Regions from separate parts of the Canis lupus genome. Here region 1 is linked to region 2. Evidence: chromatin contacts called from public Hi-C data. All regions are on one chromosome and are shown on one strand. Each heading gives the region's core, a stretch centred on a gene start, on an enhancer-like site or on the middle of the called end of the contact. The rest is flanking DNA. Distances are from core to core; before and after follow the strand shown.

Region 1 (5,825 bases), core at 60-2,559, 250 kb before region 2:
TGTGATTAGAAACTGACAAAGCTCTTATAAAATGGGTTGTTTCTCACAGCAAACTAGAGGTAGGGCTCGCCAGGTCCACCGTAAACCTAACTTCCTAATAACCGATTTAGGATCATACATGCTCTGCAAGATGTTAACAGCCCCTGGAACCTGGAGCGGTTATGCAACTTCCTGCACTAGTACCGAAAAAGCTTAAGAACTACCCCGGGCAGGATCTATTACTTGTAATATCGTCTTGGAGATGAGAAACTCAAAGAAGAAAAAAAAAAAAAAAAAAAAAAACTTAAGGACCGACCCAAGATGGCAACGAGGAAGACCTGATGCTGGCCACCCACCTAACCTACCGCTAAACTACTTCTACAGCTCAATGGTTTCTCAACACTTGCACATCGTTCCCTGTGGACTCAAAAATGAATTTAACAGTCGGTCTTAAGCGGCTTCTAAGGGCTTGGGTGGAACACACGACCTGGTGATGCAGGGGACCCCGAGTCCTTGAAAACCAACCCTCAAAAGAAGGGCTCGTTTGATACTTCCTCTTAAGTGAGATAAGACCACGTGTGGGGCGCAGCTTTAACCTTGGCGACGCGGCTCTTGCAGGCGAGAGCCGCTCCCGCCTCTGCACTTCCCGCACCTCGCGCGCCCCTCCACCCTCGGCCCTCCCCTCACGACTTGCAGCCCGAGCCGTCGTTATTTACTCCCCGGAGGGCAAGGGGGGAACCCGAGGGCGACCGGAAGCGTGGCGAGATCCAAAAAACCGTAGAACTGAGGGAAGGGAGGCAAACGCTCAGGCACCGGGAGGCGATTCCCGCCTCTCCCCAGGTGCTGTCCGGCGGCCTCAGGGCTCAACAAACAGGAACGCACGGGCGCGTTTTCGCGGCTTCGAACCTCAATCTAAATCCCTGGTTTCGCTCCAATGCCAAACGCAGGCCGAGCTACTCACGCCACCCAGCCCGGGCCCGCGGGTCTCGAGCCGAATCCAGCCTGGGACTGAGGGGAGATACCAGGCCTCTCAACCTGCGCACCACAGTGCGTCGGCGGCGGGGCCTACAGCCGTGACCAGAGCGCGGACCCCCATTCCAGGCTCCTCCGGCTGGCCAGAAGCGCCCGTAGGCTCCAGATGACAGCTATAAACTCACTGACTTACGAAGTCCTCTAAGAAATTACCTTCGAACTGGCCTTCTGAGATCCGCCTGGCGTTTTGTCCGCCATCTTGAGCTTTGCCCCTCCTTCGGCGGCCGCAGCAGCACGGGCGAGTCGAGCGCCGAGAGAGCGGATCTCGGCGGAGCCCGCCAGAGGCGCCTGCAAGACTGAGGAGTCGACTGCCGAGATAGGGAATGCGGGCGGAGCTGTGCCACGTGACTTCCGGTGTCAGCAATTTCCCCGGCCCAGACCGCTTTGCGCGATTTCCTGGGTGTTCCCGGGGCTCCGCCTTTCGTGCGGTTCTGGGATTTTGGAGCGTCTCCTCGTGCTGACCTTCAGGACCGGCTGAGGTTTCACTTGTTTCCCGGCGCCAGCCCCCGATAGGCGCGAGCCAGTTGAATTTCCTGGGTGAGGAGGGAAAGGATCCTTAGAGAAGATACGCGCTGGGTCCGGGGGCGGGGCGGGGGGGGTGTCCCGCGCTCAGCGGCCCAAGACGGGTTTTGCGACAGCCCCGGAGCTTAACCCCATAGCGCGCGAAAGGCGAACTCGCAACTTGCTCTACGTTACTTTTCGCATAGAACGGTGCCTGGAAAGTGGAGAAAAAGGAGCGTTTGACCCAACCTGAGAATCCAGCAGTGGAGTTTCCGATGGACTGTTCGGGGATCTGCAAAATGGGTACCTGCAGGGACGGAGAATGAGAGAAAATCATAAATAGACGGTATTCTAAATCTAGCGCACTTGAAAGCTCTGTGTCATTTAAAATCGCATTTCATGGTTTAGTATTGTTTTTTTTAAGATGTTATTTACTTATTCATGAGAGGCAGAAACACAGGCAGAGGGGGAAGCAGGCTCCACGCAGGGAGCCCGATGCAGGACTCGATCCCGGGGCTCCAGGATCACGCCCTGGGCTGAAGCTGGCGCTAAAGCTCTGAGCCATCCGAGCTGCCCTGTTTTCATTTTTAATCACACAAATGGAGGGGAGCACCGTAAGCTTTTCCGTACTTAGTACCTTTTTAAAGTTCTTAATAGGATCTGTATTCAAAGAAGGAACACTTGGGGTGCCTGGGTGACTGGGTTAAGCCGCTTCCGACTCTTGATCTCAGCATAGGTCTTAATATTATAGTTGTGAGTTCAGGCCCCGGAGATGGGCTCCACACTGGGCATGAAGACTACTTTAAAAAAGGCGGGGGGGGGGGGGGGGAGGGGGGAGGGGGACTTGCTTAAGAAGATCTTGCCTCAACTGAGCCAGGTAAGGAAAATGAAAAGGGCATTCCAGGTAAAGGGAATAGTTGAAATTAAAGCCTGGTGACGTGAATCATTACAGCCGGTGTGCAGTCACCATAAGCACTCAAGTTTTACAAGAAGGTATAGAGAGGGTCATGGCTAGAGAGATGGGTGGGAGTACGTTCACATAGGGCCCTGAATGAGCAGGGTGCTTAGGAGTTAGAATTCTAGTCTGAGGGCAGCCCGGGTGGCTCAGCGGTTTAGCGCCGCCTTCAGCCCAGGGCAGGATCCTGGAGACCCAGGATCGAGTCCCATGTCGGGCTCCCTGCATGGAGCCTGCTTCTCCCTCTGCCTGTGTCTCTGCCTCTCTCTCTCTCTATCATAAATAAATAAATATTTAAAAAAAAAAAAAAAAGAATTCTAGTCTGAGATAAAAGTGGCCTTCAACAAGGTTAAGTAGGGCTGTCATGTCAGACTTCATGTTTTAAAAGATTGCTCTCAGGACTGCTGGAAGGGAAGAAGGATTCATCGCTTTCTCTCCCAAATTCAGTTATTCAAAATATTTTTGAGCCCCGTTTTGTGTGTAAAATCCTGTCCAAAGTGTTAAGAGGTTTACAGAGACAAAGCTAAAAGAATGGAGGAAAGGAGCAGCAGGATTAGATTGATGCCCTAAGGAGAAATCAAAGCGTGGGAACTCTAAAAGAAGTAATTCTGAGAGTAAGGATTGGGTAAAGAGATGGGGAGGTTTCACAGAGAAGGGAGCATTTGAGCCAACTCTGAAGAAGTAAAATTTTGTCTGCTGGTTGGTGTTGGGGAGGGGAGAGGGAAAACCATGAGGGAAGCACTTATCACAGGATCTGACCTATGGCAGGCCTTCAGTAAAAGCAGTCTTGTGGATCTGGCACTTGAGGAGTCAGCAGATGGGGCTCCTGCTCTGCGTGAGCAGATGGGGAGGGAAGAACAGACAACAAACAAGTAAGCAAACAGGACATAATCAAAAAGTGACAAGTGCTGGGCTTTGAAATTAAATTGGAATGATGCTCTGCAGTCTCCAGTCCAATTGAATTTATTTCCAAGTTTCAGATTTTATCACACTTTTTCAACTCCAGGCTTCTTCTCCCACCCTCATCCTGGTCTCCTAATTGAAAGATAATCAATTGCATGCTCTTCCTGAAGATGTCACTTCCTCCAGAAAGCCTTACAGACCTCCCTCCCTGCCACCAAGTCTGCCTAAGATAGAGACTCTGCTTCTGTTTCCATAGGAACCTAATAGGTTCCCACTCAAAATGCTCATCAAACTAGACCTTAATTGTTTACAATCTAGGGTTAGAAAGTGAAATCATCAGCTGAGATGAAGGAAGGAGTGGGACTGGCTGTGCCTAGCCATGTTCCAGCAGTGCTGCAGGCTGATTGTGTCTATAAAGTGAATAAATGCATGCTATTCATTCAAATCCCCAAAGTTCTACTTCTCAGAGAGATAATTTTTGCCAAATGATTTCCCCTAAAGAGTTAGAAATAAAGGAACACAGACTTCTTCCTTCTCTTCTTTTTCATACAGTGAAGTCCCAAAGGAAGCCAGACAAATGTGACTTGACAAGAAGGAATACATAGGTCTTTATTAAGGCCTAACTAAATACACTTTTAAAAACTCACAATCATGATTATGAGCAAAGTTTTCCTCAACACATATGTGTCACAAAATCTTGGCCCTATTACTCAAACCACAAATTAAGGAGGATGACGTAGCATGAATCTTACGAATGGAATATTACAGAATCTGAAACTTTTAGATTCAAAATTACTATTGACAAGGGACTACACCTAAATAGTAAGAAAATCCTACAATTTACTACAGTTAGTATTACTTTTTTACAGTCACACTAAAACCAGGCTCTTTGTCTCCTAATAATGTTGGTTCTCTAGTCCCTGTCATCTGTTTAAAAGGGCTTTCCCTGCAGCTATGTTCAACAGAGATTGCAAGTCGTGACAGATGCAGTCCACAGAGGTGTTTTATTTGCTTCACCCAAGGAGGTTTTTGTTCTTTGAAATTTCAGCTGGCACTTTAAAACTGGTAGATTTTATGTTTTTATACTTAAGTTTTCCAGTGTTCCTTGAAAAAATAGGAAAGCACTAAGGAGGGCACTTGATGGGATGAACTGGGTGTTATACTGTATGTTGGCAAATTGAATTTAAATTTAAAAAATAAAATAAAACCATGAAAAAAATATTTTTTTTAAAAAAAGGGAAGTCTAACAATCAGTGGAGGTGAGCCATAGCAACCTCTTGGTTCACCAGAGGACAAATGCCCCACATCTGGCCTGCTTGAAGGCATTTGAGTTTTCTACTTCTCATGTACAATTTAAGTCTTACTAGTGATGATGAACATAATATTCAATAATCGGTCTCCCAGCACCAATGAGAACCACTTACCCATTAGGCACAAAGGCTCAGTGCCTAGGACCCACAAAGCTTTTAGGGACCTCCCAAATGTTAAATTTCTTTTGAAATAGGGGGATAAAAGGTGGATTGGAGAGGCTGAAACAAAAGTATCATTTAACAGTACATACAATGAAAGAGACCTTACAAAGGATTGCCCCAAAGCCAAAGTCTCCTGTGGTGCGCCAATAGACTGTTTCTACTTGGTGGTGCTTTCATTCTACAGAATTTCTTAAGCAGCCTCTCCCTGCTCTCTAGACTTCAAGATAGAGGCTGGTGAAAGCATAATCTCATCCATTTGTTTATTTGGCAGTTACTGAATTTCTAGCATATGCCAGTGATGAAGGATAGTTGGAAGGCAGGCAGACAGGGAGGAAACCACCCTCCAGGATTTTACACCTGGAAGGAGCCCTCCATCCTTTCCCATGTGATAGAGAGATGGCAAAAACCTTATTGGATGACAGACACAGGGAGGGTTAATCCCATTAAAACCGTCCACCAAAAAAAAAAAGAAAAAAAAAAAGAAAAAAAAAAAAAAAAACCGTCCACCAACAAGCCCACAGAAACCCCTAGACTTAGGAACTCCAGTGGCAACCCTCGAAGTACCCCCGCTCCGGGACTTTGTACTATCACTTTGCTGTCACTCAATAAACCTTGCTTTTCTGGCCACCACTCTGGTCTACCTCTTCATTCTTCGAAGTGGTATGACCAAGAACTGTGGGCACTGACAGAGAAAAAAATCCTATAACATTTACGGGGGCTCATCCCAGGATCTCCACCATTAAGGACAACTAACCGTGAGTAGTGGGCAACAGGTATCTCTGTCTCCCCCCCCACCTCCATTTTGTTTGTTGAAACAGTGGGCACCCATCAGCCATGTAAGAGCAATTAGCGCAACTGCCATTCTGAAGTCTCCGGTGACAGGCTCTCTGGGCTCCTTTCCGACTGATCCCCAACAGAATTTGGGAATGTTGATTTGGTAAGGATTCAGAACTCCTTTCAGGGTACACCAGATGTAAGGAATA
Region 2 (5,852 bases), core at 1,721-4,220:
CTTTTTTTCTTTACTTACCCCTTTATCTACACACACCCATCCACTAACATACGCATACTTTATCTCCATAATTTTTGCTTTAGGAACTCTCCCTAAATGGAAATATATTAGAATGTACATGTACAGTATGATTGCTAAATGAAAGGATGAGAAACATAGATATTCTAGTGTGGATTTGTTCTAGTGCTATTAAAGCTTTTTACTTTTATTGGATAAATATAATCCACAGAATCAAGATTTACAAAGCATTCATAGAGTGTATAGAGTTTAATCTCCAAATAATAAATCCAAATTTGGATGTGTTTTTTCTAACACAAATGATTTTCATTCATTCAACTACAACTAGATCAGTATAACATAGTGGCTAAGAGTACAGGCTCAAGATAGATCTGAGTTCTACCACAACCTAGCTAATGTAACCTTGAGCAAAGTGATTTTAAAATTTTGCCTAACCTCATTTTCCTCATTTGTAAAATAAGTATAACAACAGATCTGGCTTATGGGGTTGTCAGGATAAAATGAAATCTATGAAAAGCATACACACTCTACCCTAATGGCTGTTTTTAGCAAATGTTTGTCATTTGGTTTGATGAATGCTCCAATGTAATAGTGGAAGCTACAGCTACTTCAAGAAACTTCTCACTTTTAGATTAAAAGTGAAATACACAAAAAAAGGCTTAACAATATTAGTGAATACAGATAGGTAAGCAAACAAAAATACTGCTATAATTCAAATTTATTTTTTCAATCTAAAGGTATACCATAAATATGTAATTTAAGCTATTTCTTCAAATCTAAGCTGAGAATTCATTTCAACATACCTGCAAGAGAAAATATCTATTTAATCTCACTCATTAAAAATTTTTTAATTTATGGAAGGGCAAAAAAAAAAAATGCATATTTACTTTCCACCCCACCTCCAAAAGGTAAACCTCTCCAAGGATCTTAATGATGTTAGAAAATGGGAAACTGATGAATAGGAAGCTATTCCAACTGACACTAGTAGGTAGACTACAAAACTATCATAGATTAAAACTTTCATTTGACTTAGATTATGCAACAATTCTAAATATACGTGCCATACAAGTACTCTCTCCAACCACATTCCACTATGACATTCCTCTGTCCTCAGTTTGACGGCAATATTAAATTCCCTTTCTTGACATACTTTCTGTTTGCTTTAAAATAATCACAGCTGAGTACGCTGGGGTAGATGGAGCAGCCACTTACTCATTCTAGTACAACACAACCTTGTCCCTTCTCCTCTCAGAGAGTTTTTGAGGGAAGAGAACTCAGATAATTCAGGTCAGTAATATTAAGTAATTTTATGTAATCCACAGACAGTGACTTTTGTGAGGGTATAAACATATTCTGGTTCTTAAATTCTAAGACTAATCAAAGTTGTGCCCAGGCTGGACTTTATTTAACAAAGGCTTTTATATTATAACTTAATTCTTTTACATAAGAATATAAAAGTGTCTAACAACAGACATAGGTGGACTGTTTATATGTTAATGTGTTTTCAAAAAGTTGTGTGGATAAAATCCTATTTCAAAAGCAGTAAGAGAGGTTAGAGAGGCTGTGATTTATTAAAAACACATACATACAGACAAAAAAATCCTCTGTACTTAATCTTTTCAGTGTAAGTCGCCCTTTGGGTTTATATTTGGAAGTTGGCAGGATCCTGAACAGAGTATTCCTAAGTGAGCATGGCCACTGTAAGGCAACTTAAGAACTTCAGAAAGAGGAAAATTACAGCATTTTCTTACATGTGGGAAATAAAAGCCGTCTTAGGGCAATCAATTTCCCATTCCTTTTATGATATGCATCAACAGAAAGCATGCTTAAGTGAAGAGATTTTATTATGGCCATAAAAGTGATTGATTTCTAGTTGTTGTTGGGTTTTTTTCGGGGGTGGGGGGAGAAAAACACATTAAATACATTCCACAGTTTTGCCCTGTAATTGTCTTTTGCATGACCATTTTTTTCCCCCAGAGTAGGCTCGGGAGCAATAAACCTTCTTCTCCAATGAAATGCACGAACTAACTTCCCAAAATTAAAAAGTAAAAATAAAAATAAAAAAGTTTGGTCACTACGGCATGATTTCTCCAGTCCTATCTTTCTCTCCTCCTAGGACACTGACCTCACCTAACCCCATTCAACAGTCATTGGACACCAAGGCAATGGGTGACTGGAGCTAATAATACGAGTGCGGGGTTAAAGAAAATGAAAAAGAGAAACCAGGTGGGAGCCCAGGAACACGAGGAGCCTTGAGCAAGGTCACGGAATTTTAGAACTAGAAGGTCCCAAAGTACACGAACCCTCTGCGATCCCAGAAAGAAAAGAAAAGCAAAGCAAAGCAGCTCTGCGAGGGAGCCCAGGTCCTGGAGAGGCGGACGCTCAGCACCCCAAGGTCTGGATCAGCGAGTCGCTACCTAAACGCTCGACCCCACGGCGGGGGCCACGGCCGGACGAGCCGCCCCAGGTGCGGCGCCCCGAGGGCTGCCCTCCGGCTGCTCCCGCCCGCCGGCTCCACACTCCCGGGGCAGAGGCGGTGCCGGGCCCGGGAGAGACCGCGGGCCAGGCGGGTGCAGGCGCTCGGCGCGGGAGGACAGCGCGCCCCGCGGGGAGGCTGGGGAGAGGGCGAAGGGTGCGCAGGGCAGGGGCGCCCACCAGTGGAGGAAGGGGCCTAGCTCTCACCCTTGTCGCACGCCAGCAAGAAAAGCTTCTCATTCAGGGTGTTCTCCTCCTTCACCTCCCGCACATCCTTCAGCGCCATCACCTCGTTCGGCGACGAAGAGGAGGATGGGGAGGAAGGGAGGGAGGAGGAGGAGGCGCCCGAGAGGTCCGTGCTCGGGTACAGGGCCGCCATCATCGCGGCCCATGAAGGGGGCAGGCCAGGAGACGGGGGCGGGGCCCCCGCCAGCCCCGACCCCGACCCCAGCCCCGCCCCAGGGCTGGAAAAGGGATGAGTCGTTCCCACGGCCGCCTCCGCGCGCGGCCCGTTGGCCCCGAAGGGCGTCGCCTCCCCTCGGAGCCAGCACTCGCCCTCCACTGACAGCCCCAGATTGGTGGCGGCGCATGCGCGGCCCCGGGGCCAGCGCCCCCTCCCCAGCCGCCGGCGCCCGGGCCGAGCCGGTCCGCGCCCCTCCGGGGACGACAGAGTGGCGCGCGCCAGGGCGGCAGCCGAGCGCGGGGCCGTGCCAGGAGCCGCAGGGGCCGCGCTGGGGGCGGCCCGGCCCGGGAGGAGGACGAGAGATCTGTGGGGAAGGAGCTCCGAGAGCGATTCTGCGCACGTCGGGCTCCCGCGCTGTGGGAACCGCCGGCCCAGCTGCGCCTGGAGATGTTCGCGACTCCCCTCACGTCATCTTCCGCTCCGCTGCAGCGACGACACCGGGGCGGGCTCGGCGGTGGGCGGGGCCGCCCGGGGGCGGGGCCTGCGTGTGCCACGCCCCCCGTTCCCCGCGGGCCGGCCGCGACCTGAGAGGCTGACGGTTGCCGAGGGCTAGGTGAGCGGTGCGTGCGTCTCCACAGCCGGCTTGCCGCCGTCAGGTAACTCCCCTGCGGCCTCCTGCTGCATAACAACACGCACCGGCTCGGTGACTTGAAACTCTGACGACCTAACGTTTAGTCGAATCCCCTGTGGAATCGTCTTAATGGTTTCGCGTTTGTGTCCTTTAGGCAAAGCAGAAAGGAGGGGACCCTGGCCCCGCAGTACACTTAGGCTGGGGTGTGTGTGCGTTTGGGGCCAGCTGTGCCGATTTCCAGCCCTTTTTTTTTTTTTTCAACAACTTGTTTGGTGATGTAAAATTGGCACGACTGTCATACATTTATTCGCATGTAATTCAGGTGCACCGACGTGTGTAAGTAACCGCTGGATAAGCACATTTTAAGAATCTAACTACAGTCATTCCGGCGGTGTCTTCACATTTATAAATTTGATTTTATAAGATGTGTGTTAGGCAAACGCTAACTGAGGCACAGGATGACTTCCTTGAATAGTTTTTTTTAAAGCAAGCTTTTATTTAAAGCAGATTCCTGCACCTTTAAAAGCTAGGAGGTAAAGCTGCAACTTCTATCTTGAATACTTAACTGCTTTCCACAAGAACGATACAAAAATCAAAATTGTGCCCTCAGTGCTTTAGGTTTTAAAAGGCAATACAAAAATTTACGTCAGAATATCTTATATTTGAGGGAAGTAAATACTTCCTATTCGGGTTGATTTATTCTATCTCTGTTCTTGCCAGCACGAACTCCCAAATATCCCAAATATGTCTTTCTCATCATTCAAAGTCTTCTTTGGATTTTTTTTCTTAAAGATTTTTATTTATTTATTCATGAGAGACACAGAGAGAGAGAGAGAGGCAGAGACACAGGAAGAGGGAGAAGCAGGCTGCATGCAGGGAGCCTGATGTGGGACTCGATACTGGGACCCCAGGATCAGGCCCTGGGCCCAGCCCTGGAGGGAAGGCAGGCACTAAGCCGCAGAGTCACCCAGAGATCCCCAGTCCTCTCTAGATCTTAAGAGGCCTTAAGTAGATGACAAGATTGCCCACCTTTCGAAACATTATCATGTGTTTACTTCAAAATAGCTGACTATCGATTGAATCATTTTAGGTTTTTCTTATCATGTATCATTACTCTACTCCATTCTATCCTGTTTCCAAGTTTGCATATTTGGTGGAATGTCAAAATTGTTGTCACTTTGTGACCATTGAACAAAGATGTATGTATGTGGGTTTATATGTGTGCTCACTTAAACACTCTTCATAGTCCAGTAAAATTTTCACTCAGTAGGACAGCTCTAACCCTGACCCATCCAAAAGTTCCAGAGTGTTGGAAGGTAAACATTCAGATGGCTCAAAATATAAAAACCACTTTAATCTGAAGTCTTTTCAAGCTTCTTGGTTTATTATTTCTCATCCATAAGGACTCCCACAAGGGATAATTTCTTAGATTCAGGGGAATTCCAACCTACTTTACTAGATAATTCTAGGAGGCAAAGTATTAGAGGGTTTTCCCTTTTCCAAAGTAAGTCAGTGTTGCAACTGTATCCTGTTCTTTAGAAGTTTTTTTTTTTTAATCATCTCAGAAGCAGCATTTTCTTCTCTCTTGCCTCTCTGGTACACACTTTATCCAGCATAAATTGGGGTATTTTAGCATCCCCTGTATAATGGGTTTATTGTGCATCTGTGATAGTAAGACTAATGATAGAATTATGATGAATAATGGCTTGTAGGATTCAGAAGCAGCACTTTTACTCAAAGCAACTCACCAATCTGCAGGTACAAAAGAGAAGACCATTAACTTCAGTTGGAGAAGAGAAAAAATCCAGATTCAGATCTGGTATTAAAAGTCGAACAGATTCCCCCAAAAAAGTAGAACAGGGGTGCCTGGCTGGCTCAGTCAACAGAGCATATAACTCTTGTCCCACGTTGGGCACAGAGCCTACTTCAAACAAAACAAAAAAAACAAAAAGAACCCCCCAAAACCAGATCCTATATACATCTTCAAACTCTGTGCCTCTCCCTCACTACTCTAGGCCACATTTGCCTATTTCTTTTACGATTTCCCCTATTGCATTTTATCTCTATCTAAAATTCCTATTATCTCTCTCCTCTAGAAGATTAATGAAGTTAGAGAACTGTCTATACTTTTCTCAACTTAATCCCCATGTTTCTAGCATCATACCTGAATCATAACAAATTTATGTTAATAAACTGATTCCCTCAAAGTATTTTAGCACAAACCAAATTATAGAAATAATGCAGTTGGTCTTTACTAAAATTCTCCATATTAAAGAACCACAGAACCACCTTCATTTCCCTCAAAATAATCTAATAATATTTTTT

What was found. Hi-C and Micro-C count contacts between places; a contact is called where the count stands out from the background.
Region 1: a Hi-C map of blood shows a contact between it and region 2, with 1.9 times the contacts expected there. The contact joins the promoter of U2SURP here to the promoter of TRPC1 in region 2. A contact is called at or near these places in 2 of 9 Hi-C or Micro-C datasets (amygdala and blood).

The regions. Positions count from the first base shown.
Region 1 is chr23:39,126,466-39,132,290 of UU_Cfam_GSD_1.0, reverse strand. U2SURP (U2 snRNP-associated SURP motif-containing protein) reads right to left here and starts at 1,309. Exons shown (of 28, transcript XM_038571119.1): 1 at 1,165-1,309. The coding sequence starts at 1,209. LOC102151264 (a long non-coding RNA gene) reads left to right here and starts at 692. Exons shown (of 3, transcript XR_005377111.1): 1 at 692-1,548; 2 at 1,719-1,858.
Region 2 is chr23:38,882,066-38,887,917 of UU_Cfam_GSD_1.0, reverse strand. It overlaps TRPC1 (short transient receptor potential channel 1), which reads right to left and starts at 2,970. Exons shown (of 13, transcript XM_038571110.1): 1 at 2,701-2,970. The coding sequence starts at 2,875. It overlaps LOC102156734 (a long non-coding RNA gene), which reads left to right and starts at 3,430. Exons shown (of 3, transcript XR_005377106.1): 1 at 3,430-3,552.